Linked DNA regions of Mus musculus: regions 2, 3 and 4 are each linked to region 1. A link is a contact called in public HiChIP or PLAC-seq and promoter capture Hi-C data. All regions are on one chromosome and are shown on one strand. Each heading gives the region's core, a stretch centred on a gene start, on an enhancer-like site or on the middle of the called end of the contact. The rest is flanking DNA. Distances are from core to core; before and after follow the strand shown.

Region 1 (2,535 bases), core at 21-2,520:
GTGCAGTCCTCTCCCCATTCATGCCGCTCACCAGCTTCCAAGCTTCCTGCATTTGCCAGGGATCCACCTTGTGGGATGTCAGCAGGAACTTCCCGTAACAGCACCGATCCAAGGGGTAGTGGGTAGCACCAGCCAATTTGACACAGTGTGTGGGGGCAAGGCCCCCTCGCCTTGCACTTACTCCCACAAAGACATCCTCTAGAGGTAGAGGTGGGGCCCGGCTGGCCACCTTCAGGATGAGCTGCACAGCAGAGATGGACAGTACATATCCTGTGCCCGAGGCATAGGGTGGAAAAGGACCCCAGTTTTCCGGCCACAGTTCTTCTGACACATGGTGCCGGGACTCTGGTGTCCGAGTGGGTCTCACCCTCCAGTGCACCCTGCCTAAATACAGAAGGGGCACTGCCTGGCCTCTGTGCTCTTCATGGATAGCTGTTGTCTCTTCCTGGGCCTCTTTGCCCTTCTGCCATTGCTCCGAAGGCCCCCCTCTTTGTATCAGCTCTGACACCAGCTCTGGGACGTTGACATACACGTCATCATCCGTCTTGAGGATGTAGCGGGCCATAGGACAGTATTTGTTCACCCAGTTCAGTCCACTGAGGGTCTTGAGGGTGAGGTTGCGGTAGGAATCCTGGAAGGAGGCCTGCAAGATATCCCTGTGTGCTGCTGACTCTGAGGACAGGTCAGCAAGCTGCTGTCTTCTAGGTTTTCCCAGGAGGAAGAGCGTCTGCACTCTGAAACCCCGGGCTTCGCGGATGGCACCCCAAGATGCCCGAATGGCGTTTCTCTGGTTCAGGTGCTCCGGGGCCGTACACACCAGGATGAGCAGGAAGGGAGGGGGTCCGGAGCCACCACAGGCATGAGAGTTAGAAATCAAGAGGCGGGGCAGGGCGAGGGGCGGTCCTGGCGAGGCTGGGGCCGGCAGCAGGGATGCCAGGGACAGGCTCAGCAGCTCCTCCCCCAAGCCTGAAGGTCCAAACAGGGTCCAGATGATCACCAGTAGTAGGACCGCCAGGAGGACGCGCCGGAAGAGGCTGAGGGGCATGGCGTGCCGCAGAGACCTGTGGGCACAGCTGTTAGAGCGTGGGGAGGTGGGAGGACGGCTTTAACCAGCTGCTGCTGAGGAGACGCGGTGACCCATGCGCGGGGCTCTGGCGCATCACAGATGCTGTTCTCCAGATGCTGTCGTGCAATGCGGCCCTGGCCCACCACAGCTGGCCCCGGAAGGCTTCGTTTCCCTAGCTAGCGTGCACGCGGAACTCCGCTCCATCCCGCCCCTCCCCGCACCTTCCCATCATGCCTCTCTAGGCCGGAAGCCGACAAGCGGCGTGCATTTCACATAGGTCCAGCCCTTCCCGGTCCGTCCCTACTGTAAAGCACGCGGAATACCAGGCTGCTTTTCTAGAGCAGCCAGCATCTGCTGTTAACTCACCCGAGCAGCAGCATCTGGCGGAGCTGTAGCCACTTCACAACAGCTTAGCACGGCTACGGCAGGAGACTCAATTGAAGCCTGCCCAAGCTTCCCCTGGAGGTTTTCAACACCGGCTGCCCCACCTTTAACAGTGGTTGCCGCCCAGTTTGCTGCACCTAAGGCAGTCTCCTTGTGAACACCCAACAGAAAGGGAGGAGCAAACACCAGCAGGAGCCTATGAGGGACATTTCCGTTCAAGTGCACCAAGAGCACTGTACCCAGAAGGCACCTGCAGCCAGATTAAACTACCAGAGCTCAGGATCGCTGTGGCATTAAGTACTATCAGATGGAAGACAAACTGAGACGGAGGTCATAGGTATATAAACTATTTATTAACAGCAAAGGCCCAGAGACTCATTTCTTCTTGGATACACCCACAGTTCGGCCCCTGCGGCCAGTGGTCTTGGTGTGCTGACCGCGGACACGAAGGCTGCAGAAGAAAAAGATACAGGTCACAGAGCAGCAGGAGGCGAGCCGGTGGACTGTGCAGCCTGATTGGGAGTGGGCAGCTTAAGCCTCATCACCCACTTACCCCCAAAAGTGGCGCAGCCCTCTATGGGCTCGAATTTTCTTCAGCCTCTCCAGGTCCTCACGCAGCTTGTTGTCTAGACCGTTGGCCAGAACCTAGATTTTGAGACAGGGGAGACAACTTTATCTCCTGATTCTGCACCCAGTTTTAACGGACAACCCGTGTCCACCAGTCCCCTAACACACCTGGCTGTACTTCCCATCCTTCACATCCTTCTGTCTGTTCAGGAACCAGTCTGGGATCTTGTACTGTCGTGGGTTCTGCATGATGGTGATCACTCGCTCCACCTCATCCTCCGTGAGTTCTCCAGCCCTCTTGGTGAGGTCGATGTCTGCTTTCCTCAACACCACATGAGCATATCTCCGCCCCACGCCCTGAGGTCAAAAGTTTGGGCTATTAGACTTTTGTTTTTAAAGATCTGAGTACAGAGTTTTCAGAGATACCAGAGGGTATCAGAATCCATTACAGATGGTTGTGAGCCACCATGTGGTCACTGGGAGCCTCTGGAAGAAGTCATAGCTTTTAACAGCTGGAT
Region 2 (2,535 bases), core at 26-2,525, 980 kb after region 1:
AGGGAAGTTGTATCAAACTGCCTGAAGTGGCCCGGACAGGAAACCAGGATGTTTGGTTTATACACCCCAGATTATTTTGGGGTACAGTGGGGTGCCATTATCAGGATCCACCCTGACGGATCTACTTTGCCTCTCAGTCGAGGACCTGGAGAGAAATGATGGTTCCCAGGAGCGGCCTTACTACATGCCCAAGGCACTCCTGAAGATTCTGGGCAAGAAGAATGAGGCACCTACAGGGGGAAAGACCAGGAAGAAGTGAGAGACTCATCGTGACCTGGAAATGCAGCCCTCCTGTACAGAAGCCCTGCCGTCAATGCCTTGAGAATCACGATTTTGTAGAAAACAGATTTTATTAAAGACTAATATTTTATATTCTTGATAAGTTTATGGCTTTATTTTCAGTGAAAACTTGCTTCCTTTTTTTTTTTTTTTAATTAAAATCCAAATTGCTATCACACGATTCAATACCCAGTAAGAAAAACTTGTTCGGTGACTGAGGCCAGGAGACTGGGGTGTAACTCAGCTGGTAGAGTTTGCCTAGCATGGAAGGGTCCCCGGATTCTGTCTATAGCATAAGCAGGGCTGGGACACATGCCTGTAATCGGTACTTGGGAGGTACAGGCAGGAGCACTGGAATTTCCAAGTTATCTGTGTCTGTTTAGAGACAGAATTTTTCTGTGTAGCCCTGGCTATCCTAGAACTCACTCTGTAGACCAGGCTGGCTTAGAACTCAGGAAGGAGGGTGGCTCTTTTTTCATTCATTCGTCGCTTTTTTTTTTTTTTTTTTTTTTTAGCTTTTCAAGACAGGGTTTCTCTGTGTAGCCCAGGCTGGCCTCGAACTCAGAAATTTGCCTGCCTCTACCTCTGCCTCCCAAGTGCTGGGATTAAAGGCGTGCGCCACCACGCCCAGCTGCTTATTATTTTTAACCTAGTGATTCTAATCAGTGTTAGTCATGTGCTTAAGGGCATTGGGGTCATCCACTGGGACGTGGGGTACCATGGGCACACTCCTAAAGAAAAGTGCCTTTCTCTCCCCTAGCAGCCATCAACTGCCAAGATCTCCTCAGCTAGGAGTGGGGCTTCCCAACCCTAGGGACTCATACAAACTAGGAAGGTACTCTACCAACTGAGTCATATGCCATCCCTAACCTGTCTCTTCCACAAGGGGTCAGTGCCTTTCATAGCCGCCGGTTGCTTTAAAACACGCCCCGCCCCTTTCGTCACGTTCTGGCGTTAGAGCCAGTCAAAAGGCTCACACAGACTGGGGCCGCCTCTGGGTCACATGCTGATGGACTAATTGGAGTCGCGGCAGCGCGGGCTGCGGCCCCCAAGGGGAGGGGTCGGAGTGACGTGCGCGCTTTTAAAGGGCCGAGGTCAGCTGACGGCTTGCCACCGGTGACCAGTTCCTGGACAGGGATCGCCGGGAGCTATGGTGGGGGCAGACCCGACCAGACCCCGGGGACCGCTGAGCTATTGGGCGGGCCGTCGGGGTCAGGGGCTCGCAGCGATCTTCCTGCTCCTGGTGTCCGCGGCGGAATCCGAGGCCAGGGCAGAGGATGACTTCAGCCTGGTGAGCCTTGCTGCACCTGCAGAGGTGGCCACTGCCCAGCTCGGCCATCCCTCCGCGTGACACTCCTGCCCCTCCATCCCCTCCCAACACCTTTGCTTCCTTGGGCCCCTGGCTCAACTGTTATGGGGTCCTGCCCCTCATCCCTGAAGGTTCCTTCTCCCCTCGCAGCCTCTCCTTGCTCAGGAGCCTCCAGGTTCGGCCCATACTATCCTCTGGGCTCCCACCTCTTGTTCTAGGACACCCTTCACCCCTACTCAGGCTCCCCATTACCCTCTCTCATGGGAACCCTGGCTGGAGCCAGTACCTATCGGTCTTAGGTACCTTAAACCTCGTGAAGCTTGTCTGCATTGAGGTGTCCTTCTGCGCAGGTGCAGCCGCTGGTGACCATGGAGCAGCTGCTGTGGGTGAGCGGGAAGCAGATCGGCTCTGTAGACACTTTCCGCATCCCGCTCATCACAGCCACCCCTCGGGGCACGCTCCTGGCCTTCGCTGAGGCCAGGAAAAAATCTGCATCCGATGAGGGGGCCAAGTTCATCGCCATGAGGAGGTCCACGGACCAGGGTAACAAAGGCTCCCGGGTGGAAAGAGCGGGTGCTGGGTTGTATGGGTGATCGGGGTAGGGAGTTGGGGGTTCCCTTCATCAATGGAGCAGAGCCGAGCAGACCCCGGGGACCACTGAGCTGCTGGGCTGGTTGGGGTCAGGGGCTCACAGCGATCTTCCTGCTCCTGGCATCCGAGGCCAGGGCAGAGGATGACTTCAGCCCAGAGATAGAACTTTGGGGCTTGAGTCCCTAATGAGTTAGGGAAACCAGAGGATGAATTTTGTCCATAGTTTCTGTAACTAAGAACCAAGGTACTGAAAATGAGAATTATGTCTCAGGGGAATTAGCAGGAAATAATGTCAGAGAAAGAAGAAACATGGTTCTGGTGCCACATTGAGGTCCCCGGGGAGAGGCAGGAAGTAA
Region 3 (2,535 bases), core at 26-2,525, 900 kb after region 1:
ACACATGGCAGTCAGAAGACCACATTGTGGAGCTGGCTCTCTCGCTGCCTTTACGTGTGTCTCATCAGACTTGCATGGGCAAGCGCTTTAATAGGCTAAGCCAGTGATTCTCAACCTTCTCAAATGCTGCCACCTTTTAATGCACCGGTTCTCCTGTTGTGCTGACCACAACCGAAAAATAATTGTGTTGCTACTTATTAACTGTAATTCTGTTACTGTTATGAATCTTAATGTAAATGTCTGGTGTGCAGGATATCTGATATGTGATGTGACCCCTGTCAAAGGGTCATTCCACCCTCAAATGGGTAGTGAATCAAAGGTGGAGAATCTCTGGGCTAATAAGTCATTCTGCCAGTCTTAAATTTTCTGCTTCTTTTCTTTCTGTTTTGGGGATGAGATCTCACTACATAGCCCTGGCTGGCCTAGAACTTGGTATGTAGATCAAACTGGCCTCCAATTCAAGAGATCTGCCTGCCTCCACCTCCCAAGTGCTGGGAATAAGGGTGTGAGCCACGCCAGGCTTCAGTTTAAAAGAGCCAAGTGCTCTGAGCTATGCAGAGAGAAGGAACCTCCTAGGAGGAAAGATACAGGTGAAGGGGCAGCTCTGAGAGCTCGCGTCTCCAGCACTCCCCGCTCCGACCTACTGGAGTTCCAGTAGAGTGGGATCTGTCCAGCATGAGCCGGAGGCCAAGATGACAGTGTCAAGCTACATCCTCCTGTGAGCAGGGTGGAATTTCTTTTAGGCTCATAGGTCAAAGGTGAGGGTCAAAAGTCACTCACAGTGCTCTCTGGAGGCCCTGGCACGTTCAGCAGCTCCCAACGGCCAGTGCACCCCACTTCCAGAGCTCGAAGGGGTAAGTTCAGGGGATCTAGGGGAGGCAGAACTACAAGGGAAAGGTCACAGGTTAAAAGCCACAAGTCATTCCTGTCTACTAACTAGTCCTTTCCGCGGACCCCCCTCCCTCCCCTCCCCTCCTCTCCTCTCCTCTCCCGTCCACTCTCCTCCCCTCCCCCTCACCGAGTCGCTCCGTCTCCATCATCCTGGAGCCGCGGCAGCTCCCGAGCAGCCCGGAAACTCAGAGTAACCACGGAGCCGGCCCCGCCCCGAGAAGGGCGGAAGTTGAAATTACTTCCGACACGCCCCCTCCTCCACCACTCCCCGCCGGGAGCGTGGGCGAGAGCGGCGCCGAAGCCTGACTCGGAGCCGGGCAAGGCCGGGCGGAAGTCACTGCGACTCGCCGCCTTGGTTACCGCGTGTCCCGCCCCTTTACGTCATCGCCGCGAGCCAGCGCGCAGTAGCCCGCGCGGCGGCGCCGGAGACCGCGGGCCCGGGCGCCGCCCCCTCAGGTGAGGGCTTCGTCTCACATCTTTCGCGCCTTCCCCGCGCGGCCCCTGGTTCTTCTTCCTCCTCCTCTGGTTGCCCAGATAGCGCTACGCGGGCCCGGCCGCCTTCTCTGCCCATCGGACCCCGAGGTTGGCTGACCTAACCCCATTGGGCATGGGGGTCGGGAGCCATCGCCTTGGCGTCGCAGGGAGTGCTTTCCCTTCTCCGGGCTGAGGTACCCCAAGGCTCTAGTGTCTGGACCTTGGACATAGGCGGGAATGCCGGTTGATTACCATAAACAGGAGGCTGGACAAGCAGCCTCGGAGGAACGAGGGGTTAGGGAAAGGCCAGAGGCTGGAGTAGGCGGGCCTGGAGGTTGGGGTGCATACAGGATGGACGCAAGTTGGACGACGTGTGAATTTTGAATGGTGACAGTAGAGAATGATGTCTTGGGTTCTGCCCTTGAACCAGGAGCCAACATGTTGGTGATACCTCCGGGGCTGAGTGAAGAGGAAGAGGCACTGCAGAAGAAGTTCAACAAACTCAAGAAGAAGGTAGGAGTTAGTTAAGCGTGGTGGCCCGGCTTCTCCAGACTCTGGGGACACCTGGGCTGACTGTAAGGCCATGGGAGTCCTCCTGCCTCCTACCGGAAGGGGACCTCTCAGTGGAGCTTTGGCAGCATCGTCCAGTCTTATTTGAACCCTCCCTCTTCTCTGGTCATCCCCAATGGAATTATCATCGTCCCTGTGGCTTCAGTACCACCCAGAGCCTTGTGAACCATCAAATGCCCAAGTAAATGTGCTCCTCCTGTCTGCTCTACCTCCCTCCCTTCGCTTTTAGATAACCAACTGCATTTAATAGGCCTTAAAATCTCTCATCTCTGACACACCACTCCACCTCAGACAGGGTCTCACACTTAGCCCAGGCTGGATTGAAAATATGTGGCTTTGGGTAGCCTGGAATGGCTCTGCCTCACCTCTGGCTTCTGTACTATTTACACAGCAAAACATTTGTCAAGTCTGTCGATGGTTTCTAAGTTCCTCTTCCACTTTGTCCCCTACCACTACCCCTGGCAAGGATCTCAGTATGTGGCCGGGTTGGGTGGGTTGTTTTGTTTTGTTTTGTTTTGTTTTTTCAACTCCTGGGCTCCTGGTATCTTCCTCCCTAAGCTTCTCTCAGGAAGTGGAACTCTAGGTGCACAACACCGTCCT
Region 4 (2,535 bases), core at 16-2,515, 610 kb after region 1:
AGCACTTAGGAGACTGGGGCAGGATGCTCGTGAGTTTGAGGCTAGCCTCCACTACCTGGTGAGTTCCAGGCCAGCCTGGGCTACAGAATGAGACCTTGTCCAAAGTTGAGGTTTTTTTGTTTTTTTTGTGTTTTTGTTTTTTATTTGGTTGGTTGGTTGGGTTTGTTTGTTTGCTTGCTTGCTTTTAATAAAGATAAAAGGAGGTAGCATGAACTTTTGGGGGTAATGAATTCCCTTTATGGTTGTCTTTTTTTATAGATGACTTAAATTTTATGTCTTGACTAACATCTTGACTGTACCCCAGCATCCTTTGTGGAGGAGAGAGGTAGAGGTGGATGAAATAGAGTGTCCCTTTGTTATTGGTAATGACAATATTTTACATTCCTCTCTGAAGGAAGGCCAAGCCTCCAGACTCGTGGTAAAGTATCAGTGTAGAACACGGGAAGCCTGGGTTCCGTCTCCACTCGGAGGAGGGCCCAGCGTCCTGTCCACTCCCCAGGAAAAAGCCAGGCATGGAGTCATGTGCCTGTAACCTCAGCACCCAGGTGGCAGCTGCAGAAGGATCCCACAGGTTCCAGGCCAGCCAGGACGATTCGCACAGCCAGGATGTTGCGCACAGTGAGATCTTGTCTCAAAATACCTTTTTAAAAAACTAACACCCCGGGCTGGTGAGATGGCTCAGTGGGTAAGAGCACCCGACTGCTCTTCCGAAGGTCAAGCCACCACATGGTGGCTCACAACCATCCGTAACAAGATCTGATTCTCTCTTCTGGAGTGTCTGAGGACAGCTACAGTGTACTTACATATAATAAATAAATAAATAAATAAATAAATCTTTAAAAAAAAAAAAAAAAACTAACACCCCCAGAAAGAGCCAAGGAAAGGTCTAAAGATCCCCTGGGTTTGCCAAAGTGACCGGTTTCAGTTCAAGACACGTTGCTGCTCCTTTGAAAAGAGGGTGTGTCACACCAGAAACTGAGAATCCTCCCCTTGTCCCAACACCTCTGTCTAAGACCTGCCCTTCCTGGGTCACAGTAGCATTCCCTTGCCACTCCCAGTCCTGTGAAAAGGAAGCCGTATTGACCATTAAAATGACAGGAACTCCCCCATTTGGCTGACCCCCCACCCTGGGCCCTAAGAGCAAACCAGCTCCCCTCCCGGCCAGCCACGCCCCTCTCTTACTCTCCCTTGTCTTCCTTCACACACACACCAACCTCTCGCTCCCCCCACCCCCCATCAGTAGGGTGTCCAGGACATTGTGTGACTCAGGAAACAGCTCAGACTGAGGCGTGCAGCAGGCTCAGGAGGAAGAAGGGCGGTAGAGGCAGAGGAGGTGGCCTTGCCTGGCCACAAGGGCTCTGAGGGTCCCTGCCTGAAGAGGGAGAGGAGATCCGGGCCAGGGGCAGGCGCTCTGGAATGCAGCCCCAGTTGCTGCTGCTGCTGCTCTTGCCACTCAATTTCCCTGTCATCCTGACCAGAGGTGAGGGGGTGGGGGCATATCTCTCTTGGGGAGATGCTTGGTGAGGTCAGGGAAGAAAGCCAAGTCCCAGGCTCTGAAAGGACACTGGAGGGAGGAGATTCTGTCCCCTCTAATGGGGACAACCTGCAGGGAGGGCTGACTGACTCCGGGGCTACAGGAGACCCAGGTTTGTGCCTGGTGCTAGGGGTGGTGCCTGCTGTTGGGTGGGAAGGAGGGTGTCCATGCCCAGGGAGAAGCCAGCTGGTTCTGAAGTAAGAGGAACAGACAGACAAACAGGAGAAAAAATGGACTGCCTGATATGGGGAAGAGAGGAGTGAGAAGCAAGAGATGGAGACAGAGAAGAGCCCACCGGCTCCCTTTCTGTCCAGATGTCCCCAACCCCAGTGGCTCATTGCTGGCCTTTCCTGAAGGAAATCCCTTAGGTGTCTCAGCCATTCACATCCCAGGAGCGCTCTTGGCTCCCTCCTAAGCCCTGTTGCCCTGCTTCCGGGGGATGGAGCTGGGCTGAACTTGGGAGACTGGAGAATAAACAGGAAAGGGGTGGGAAGAATAACAAGCTATGAATGGAAGGCCTGGGACAAGGCTGGGACAAGGGGACCCTGTGGAGACTGGGACTGGGGTGTGAAGGAGAGAGAGAGAATGATAGAGCACCATGCACCTGGGTAACATGGGGTGGGGGAGTGCTGAGCTGCTGGTCAGTGGCCTGTAAGGAGGACCTGGTGGAGGAAGGGCAAGCCATCTGGAGACCCTTGGACCCTGGGCTCCATCTCATCTTCCAGTCTCTTCTCCAGAGCTTCTGTGTGGAGGATCCCCAGAGCCCTGTGCCAACGGAGGCACCTGCCTGAGGCTATCTCGGGGACAAGGGATCTGCCAGTGAGTGTGCATCATAGGAGCGGGACCTGGGGAGACAGGACGGGGAGGAGGAGGGGGAATCACTGGCCTGAAATGTCCCTCTACCCCTAGGTGTGCCCCTGGATTTCTGGGTGAGACTTGCCAGTTTCCTGACCCCTGCAGGGATACCCAACTCTGCAAGAATGGTGGCAGCTGCCAAGCCC

What was found. HiChIP or PLAC-seq counts read pairs in DNA pulled down with a chosen protein or histone mark. Capture Hi-C pulls out chosen DNA fragments and counts their contacts.
Region 2: a promoter capture Hi-C map of pancreatic islet shows a contact between it and region 1, with 4 times the contacts expected there. The contact joins the promoter of Neu1 here to the promoter of B3galt4 in region 1. A contact is called at or near these places in 6 of 39 promoter capture datasets (the C10 cell line, cranial neural crest, embryonic stem cells and 2 more), 1 of 484 Hi-C or Micro-C datasets (B cells), 2 of 115 datasets of contacts at active chromatin or transcription factors (acute myeloid leukemia and embryonic stem cells) and 4 of 9 other capture datasets (adipose tissue, embryonic stem cells, liver and 1 more).
Region 3: a contact with region 1 is called in a promoter capture Hi-C map of pancreatic islet. The contact joins the promoter of Nelfe here to the promoter of B3galt4 in region 1. A contact is called at or near these places in 12 of 39 promoter capture datasets (the 3T3-L1 cell line, the HPC-7 cell line, HPC-7-derived erythroid cells and 7 more), 2 of 484 Hi-C or Micro-C datasets (cerebellum and cortical neurons), 15 of 115 datasets of contacts at active chromatin or transcription factors (astrocytes, bone marrow-derived macrophages, cardiomyocytes and 7 more) and 4 of 9 other capture datasets (adipose tissue, liver, macrophages and 1 more).
Region 4: a contact with region 1 is called in an HNF4G HiChIP or PLAC-seq map of pancreatic cancer cells. The contact joins the promoter of Notch4 here to the promoter of B3galt4 in region 1. A contact is called at or near these places in 1 of 39 promoter capture datasets (liver), 1 of 484 Hi-C or Micro-C datasets (reprogramming fibroblasts) and 2 of 115 datasets of contacts at active chromatin or transcription factors (bone marrow-derived macrophages and pancreatic cancer cells).

The regions. Positions count from the first base shown.
Region 1 is chr17:33,950,218-33,952,752 of GRCm38.p6, forward strand. B3galt4 (UDP-Gal:betaGlcNAc beta 1,3-galactosyltransferase, polypeptide 4) reads right to left here and starts at 1,271. Exons shown (of 1, transcript NM_019420.2): 1 at 1-1,271. The coding sequence starts at 1,045. It overlaps Rps18 (ribosomal protein S18), which reads right to left. Exons shown (of 5, transcript NM_011296.3): 3 at 2,186-2,374; 4 at 2,004-2,095; 5 at 1,781-1,901. The coding sequence ends at 1,826.
Region 2 is chr17:34,929,978-34,932,512 of GRCm38.p6, forward strand. Neu1 (neuraminidase 1) reads left to right here and starts at 1,276. Exons shown (of 6, transcript NM_010893.3): 1 at 1,276-1,570; 2 at 1,939-2,131. The coding sequence starts at 1,430. It overlaps Slc44a4 (solute carrier family 44, member 4), which reads left to right. Exons shown (of 21, transcript NM_023557.3): 21 at 138-459. The coding sequence ends at 259.
Region 3 is chr17:34,849,116-34,851,650 of GRCm38.p6, forward strand. It overlaps Nelfe (negative elongation factor complex member E, Rdbp), which reads left to right and starts at 1,276. Exons shown (of 11, transcript NM_001045863.1): 1 at 1,276-1,473; 2 at 1,796-1,878. The coding sequence starts at 1,804. Skiv2l (superkiller viralicidic activity 2-like (S. cerevisiae)) reads right to left here and starts at 1,089. Exons shown (of 28, transcript NM_021337.2): 1 at 1,019-1,089; 2 at 781-884. The coding sequence starts at 1,040.
Region 4 is chr17:34,563,030-34,565,564 of GRCm38.p6, forward strand. It overlaps Notch4 (notch 4), which reads left to right and starts at 1,266. Exons shown (of 30, transcript NM_010929.2): 1 at 1,266-1,480; 2 at 2,272-2,353; 3 at 2,444-2,535. The coding sequence starts at 1,417.